2 separate regions of the Columba livia genome follow, and region 1 is linked to region 2. The links are chromatin contacts, called in public Hi-C maps. All regions are on one chromosome and are shown on one strand. The core of a region is the stretch at or near the end of the contact, and the rest is flanking DNA. Distances in the headings are between cores, read along the strand shown.

Region 1 (2,700 bases), core at 100-2,599, 180 kb before region 2:
CCTCTCCCCGCTCCCTTTTGGTGACCAGCATCCCTTCCAGGTCCCTCCTCCTTGCTATCTCCAACTCTCCCCGATCCCGGCGGGCTGGGTGAGGAAGAGGAGGGAAAGGGTGGGAGGCAGCAGGGTTGGTTTTGGCCGAGGCGGCGCCTCTCCCCACCCAGCCCACCTGAGTTTCCAGCCGGTGCCGGTGCTGCCGGCGCCTTCCCCCCAGCCCCGGGCGGCCGGCTCAGCACACCGAGCAGCTGTTGGTCTTGTTCATGGGCGGCCTCAGCCCCTGCTCCTTGGGCAGTGTCTCCCTCCTCTTGCAGAGCGCGGGGCTGAGCCGGCTGGGCAGGTTGGCTTGCTGCAGCAGCTCCCTGAAGACCTCCAGGACGTTCTCGTTGTCCTTGGCCGACGTCTCCACGAAGCGGCTGTTCCAGTCCAGCTCCACCAGCGACAGGGCGTCCTCCGCCGGCACCTGCCGCTCGCTGCCGCTCTCCGCCTTGTTGCCGACCACCACGATGGGAGGGAATTTGTCTTCCTTCACCTCCAGGATCTCCTCCCGCAGGCTCTTGACGCTCTCGAAGGACTCGGCATCGTCTACGGCATAGACCAGGGCAAAAGCATCGCTGTTCTGGATCGAGAGCTTCCTCATGGCTGGGAAGGAGTAGCTGCCGCTGGTGTCCAGGATTTCCACCTTGACCGTGGCCCCGCTCACCTCGTACTCCTTGCTGTGCAGCTCCTCCACCGTGCGCCGGTGCTTGGGCTCGAAGGTGTCCATCAGGAACCGGCGGATGAGCGACGTCTTGCCCACGCCGGCAGCACCTAAGAAGACCAACCGCACATGGTTCTTCTCCTTCACCACCAAGGACATGGCTGGGCGCAGAGGGGACGGGATGCTCCGCAGTGTCCCTGGGTGGCCACAGCCCTGGTGTCCGTCCGTTTGTCTGTCTGTGTCTGTCCTCCTCTGTGCCGGCTCAATGCAGCCGGGGAAGTTTGGTGCCACCTCCCTGCGAACTTCAGCCGGCTGTTCTGCCGCGGACGCTACATTCCCCAAGTCCAGCTCATCTTTTATCCTGGTTCCCCTGCCATGTGGCACCAGGCTGTCCAATCTCCGTGGGTTGGAGGGTGCTGGAGGAGGGAGGACAGGGAGGGAGGAGAGCGGGGTGCTCCGGGCCAATCCGCGGAGCTCAGTGCTGGAAAGCGGACGGAGAGCACCGCGCTACAGCGCACATCGCGCTCGCATCGCCCAGCGCTGCCGGGGAGCCGGCAGCATCCCAGCCCTTGTGCTGCGCCAGCCGTCCTGCCCTTTTGTCCCCCCCGGGAGATTAATGTGTGTTTCTTGGCGTGGTCTCGGTGGGGGGTCCCCCGCCCATTGGGTGGCTCATGGAAGGGGTTGGTGTCACCCACATCATTTTCTTGCGCTTGTCTGGGGCTGGGGACTTGTTTGCAGATGGGGTTGCTGCAGATGTGCCCAACTCTTCTGTAAACCTATGAAATATTTGACCTGAGGGGGAAAATAAGAGCTCTCTGAAACCCATATGTCATAATCTCCACGTTCAGCTGTCTGTTATTCTTTGATTTTGTAGAATATTTAACCAGAGGGGAAAATAAGCTCTCCCTGAAAGCGACCGCGATCTCCATGGGTGGATGCCAAGCAGGCAGGACCGCTGGCACTGACCCGGGTTCAGCGGGACTGGGGCCCCGATGGGCTGGTTGATTTATGGGGTGCGAGGCGGGATGCGTGTCAGTCCCAGCTCCGTGGGGACGGGCAGCGTGTTTGCCGGTAGAGCTGCAGGTCGCCCCGTCTGGGTGTGTGTCCTCAGCCGTTACCTTCCCTGTTTCATGCTACAGTTGTTTCAGAAGCTGATTTATGCGAAATGCAAATAGAAAGGGAACTTGCTTGAAAGTTAAAATAAGTCTTTATGCTCAATTTGGTTATGTATTTTTTTTTTCTAGCTTTGGGCTGGTTTTTGTAGTTTTAACGCAGTTGGTTTTCTTTCTGTAGTTTCTGTGTTTTGTTCTGGCTGGATTTGTTGATTTCAAAAGCCCTTTTCACAAGAATTATTCCTGCCTTGTAATTCCCCAGTTAACGGTTCAGCCATATTAAGAGCCTTCTCTGTCTGATCCTATCATGAGGAGAGCCAAGAGGTTGTATCGGAATGAGCAGCGTCCTCTCCTCGGCTCAGCCTGCCCGGGGAGCAGGAAAAGGTTGGGTCCCAAACAGCACTGGCACTGGTGTCCAAAACTACCCAGTGCACCAGTTTTGCACCATCCCATGAAGCACCTTCCCTGGCGCAAGTGAAGCTCTTGCTGTGCCATGAGAAGAGCCCAAAGGAGCCAAGGACTGAGCCGTGGTGCTCAGAAGGAGCTGAGGGTGCAGAAGATGTGACGGCACAGCCACAGGACCTTGACAGGCCAACACCAGGAGAAGGGGTGGATGAGCAGAGGGTGCTGAGTTTAGGCATGTGAATGAAACAGTGATCATGTTTTGGTGCTTGGCGTGCCATTGACATCGGTGGAAACAAAGAGCCAAAGACAGTGAGCAAGCACAGCATGGCAAGTAATCTAAGCCCAGCTTCGGAAGATGTGGAAAGCCAAAAAGCTTTGTCTTTTTTTCTAATTAGAAAGGAATTATTTAATGCTTCATTGTGCTTAGATAGCCACAGTGGCAGAGGTTTTCAAGAGAGGAGATGAACCCGTTTCCCATGGTAGCTCCCA
Region 2 (2,700 bases), core at 115-2,614:
TCTCCCAGCCTGACCCCAGGTCACCACTGAAGATGGGCTCCCCACACCCCAGGAGTGATGCCCAGGGACAGCCATGCTCAAGACAGTCAATTCCTCGCTATGGACTTCAAACCTACTTAAGAAAGCAAACAGCCAGGCAAAGAGCATACCCCTGAGGTGTGTAGCTCCTTCCCACCTCTCTCACAGTCATTCCCCGCCCCACACAAGGCACAAGCCTGAACCATGGGGACCTTTCATGTCCCTGCTCCGCCACTGCTTCCCGACATCACCCTGGTCCTGTCCCCCAGACCCTGGGGACTGCCGCGGGATCCAGCAGCAGGAATCGCAGAAACAGGCAACTCCAGGGGAGAGCCAGACAACATCCCCAAACCTGAGCATGAGCAAGCAGTGCAGGCACAGCCCCCTCCTCCAGGGCTAAGCCAAAAGGCAGCAAGTAGATCCCTTCAGTGATCCCAAGTGATCCCCAGCCCCCAAATACAGCAGAGAGCACTGGGAACCACTGGGTTTGGCTCACCCCACCCTGTGCTTCATCCACCTGCCTTTTCCCTTTCTGAATGTTTCTGGTCCCTTTTCCCATATTAAAACCAAGGAATTACTGGTATCTCCCATACGTCTGAAGCCTGGGAGCAACCAAAGCACATATCTGTTGAAATAAGGAAACTGAAGAGCAAGGACTGGAGGGGAAAAGCAAACGCATGGAGGCAAAAATGGGGAGTTACACCAAGGGGAAGAAAGCCAGAGGTGGGCACAGGCATGCAGGAGCCGGAGAATTTCAGGCTTGGATATCAACCCCAGCCCTGCTGCCGGTTCAGGGCGGGTTTCAAAATCCCCATCAGTATGAGCAGATTTAAACCAGAGGAACCAATACCCACTTTTCTGAGAAACGTATTAAAAAAGACAAACAGCCCTATAATTAAGCCCCAAAAGATACCGGCATGACGAGTGAATTGGGAGCCACCAGCCAGCGAGTGCTGCAGGACCAGCGTGCAAAACCTGCGGGCAAACTCACCTGGATCCCTGACATCCTAAAATGGGCTCAATCCGCCCCCGCACAGCGATCCACAGCCCACCCCACCCCGCAAAACGTGCTCCGAGAACCGCGGGGGCCGAGCAAGGCGGGGGGAGCCCGGACAAGGAAAACAACTTTACCTAAAGGGTCTCAAGGTGACGAGGCATCTTCTGACCATTATCTTCCCATCCGCGTTGACTGTGATCATCGTTCAAAGTTGAGCGGGGGGGAGGAGGCGTCCCCCGCACCCCCCACCCACCCACCGAGGCAGCGAGCGGGGCTCAGCGGGCGGAGCGCGGGGCTCCGCGGAGGCGCATGGCGGGGCGCGGAGCGGGCGCGGAGCAGCCTCCTCCCCGCCCGCCCTCAGCCCTACCCGCTGCCGGCCGAGCCCATCGCCGGGGCCGCTCCGCTCCGCGCAGCCCGTGCGGGCGCAGCGCCCTCCCCTCCCTGCCCCGCTCCGCGCTGCTCCGCGCAGCCCCGCGCAGGAAACTCCGCCCCGCGCAGGCTGCGCCGGGCACTGCGCGCCATCTAGCGGCATTGGGGGGCGCCCGGGGGTTATTCCCCGGAGCTGGGGGTGCTGTGCTTCCCTCGGGATGATGGGGAAGAGATATTATTGGGGGGAGAATGGCCGTTTCGAGGCCGCATCCATCCAGCGTGGTGACTTTGGGAGCCGGGGGTGGCCCTTGTGAAAATTGGGGAGGTTAAACCAGGATCACCACTGTGCAGCCCCCGCTGGGGGCTGTTTACTTTGGGGGTCTGCAAGAAGCAAGGTGAGCTGCACTTCTGGGGAACAGCAGAGGTCTGGAGTCAAGCTCTGGCAGCACCAGCCTGAGGCTTTGCTTCCCCATCACGCAGTTTTATTTCTGGGGGATCACAGTCACAGCCCACAATGTGGCTTCCAGTGTCCCCAGGCACGCCCGGTGTTGCCAAAAGGACCAGGGTGGTATGGGGGTAGGGGGGCAGGATGGGGCAGGGAGGCGTCCTTGGGAAGACAAAGTAGTGGCTATGAGAGCCGAGGCAGGAGAAGCAGCTGCTGAGCTCAGCAGAGGTGTTCCCGGCTCACACGTGAAAGGTGACAGGCACAAAAGGCCTCCAGGAGCTTTGGACTTCAAGGAACTGGATGTGCATAGAGCCTGGGGACACCCCATTTCCATCCCCTGTCTCCAGGGTGCCCAGCTGCCTCACCAGCTGTGAGGGAGGGGACACATCACCCTGCATGGTGAGCACCAAACCAACAGGAGCTGGAAGGAGAGCATTTTCCTTGGTGTGCACGTATGGCCAGGCCCCAGGACAGGACCAGGCTGCTGCCCATGGGGATTGTGGTACAAATGGGGCCCCCTCATGTCATGCTGTCCCCATGGCTAGCCGTCCCCCTCTGCACTTCATACCACCATGGGCCCATAAAGCAAAAGATGACATTGAGGGAAAGCTGCCCCTTTGCCTTTCCCATGGTGGGACACTCTTCTCCCATGGCCCTTCCCAAACCTTCTCCAACCTGCTTGCTTCCCTGGGTGACAAACATCCCTTCAACCCCAACAACCTGATGTGGCTCAACTGTCTACTGCCAGCATCTACCTCCCAGCACCACGCAGCCAACCACCCCCTTTTACAAACTAGTTTTGGGGTCCTTCACTTGTGCAGAATCCTGATGTTTTCCCATTAGGGTGAAGAAGAAGAAGAGATGCCGTACT

Evidence for each region. A called contact is a pair of places that touch in the nucleus more often than the background predicts.
Region 1: a contact with region 2 is called in a Hi-C map of liver, with 1.9 times the contacts expected there. The contact joins the promoter of LOC102095021 here to the promoter of MGAT5B in region 2. A contact is called at or near these places in 2 of 2 Hi-C or Micro-C datasets (crop and liver).

What each region holds. Positions count from the first base shown.
Region 1 is chr18:6,567,749-6,570,448 of bColLiv1.pat.W.v2, reverse strand. LOC102095021 (GTP-binding protein Rhes) reads right to left here and starts at 1,349. Exons shown (of 1, transcript XM_005503140.3): 1 at 1-1,349. The coding sequence starts at 853. The coding sequence ends at 227.
Region 2 is chr18:6,392,347-6,395,046 of bColLiv1.pat.W.v2, reverse strand. It overlaps MGAT5B (alpha-1,6-mannosylglycoprotein 6-beta-N-acetylglucosaminyltransferase B), which reads right to left and starts at 1,364. Exons shown (of 17, transcript XM_065034679.1): 1 at 1,150-1,364. The coding sequence starts at 1,217.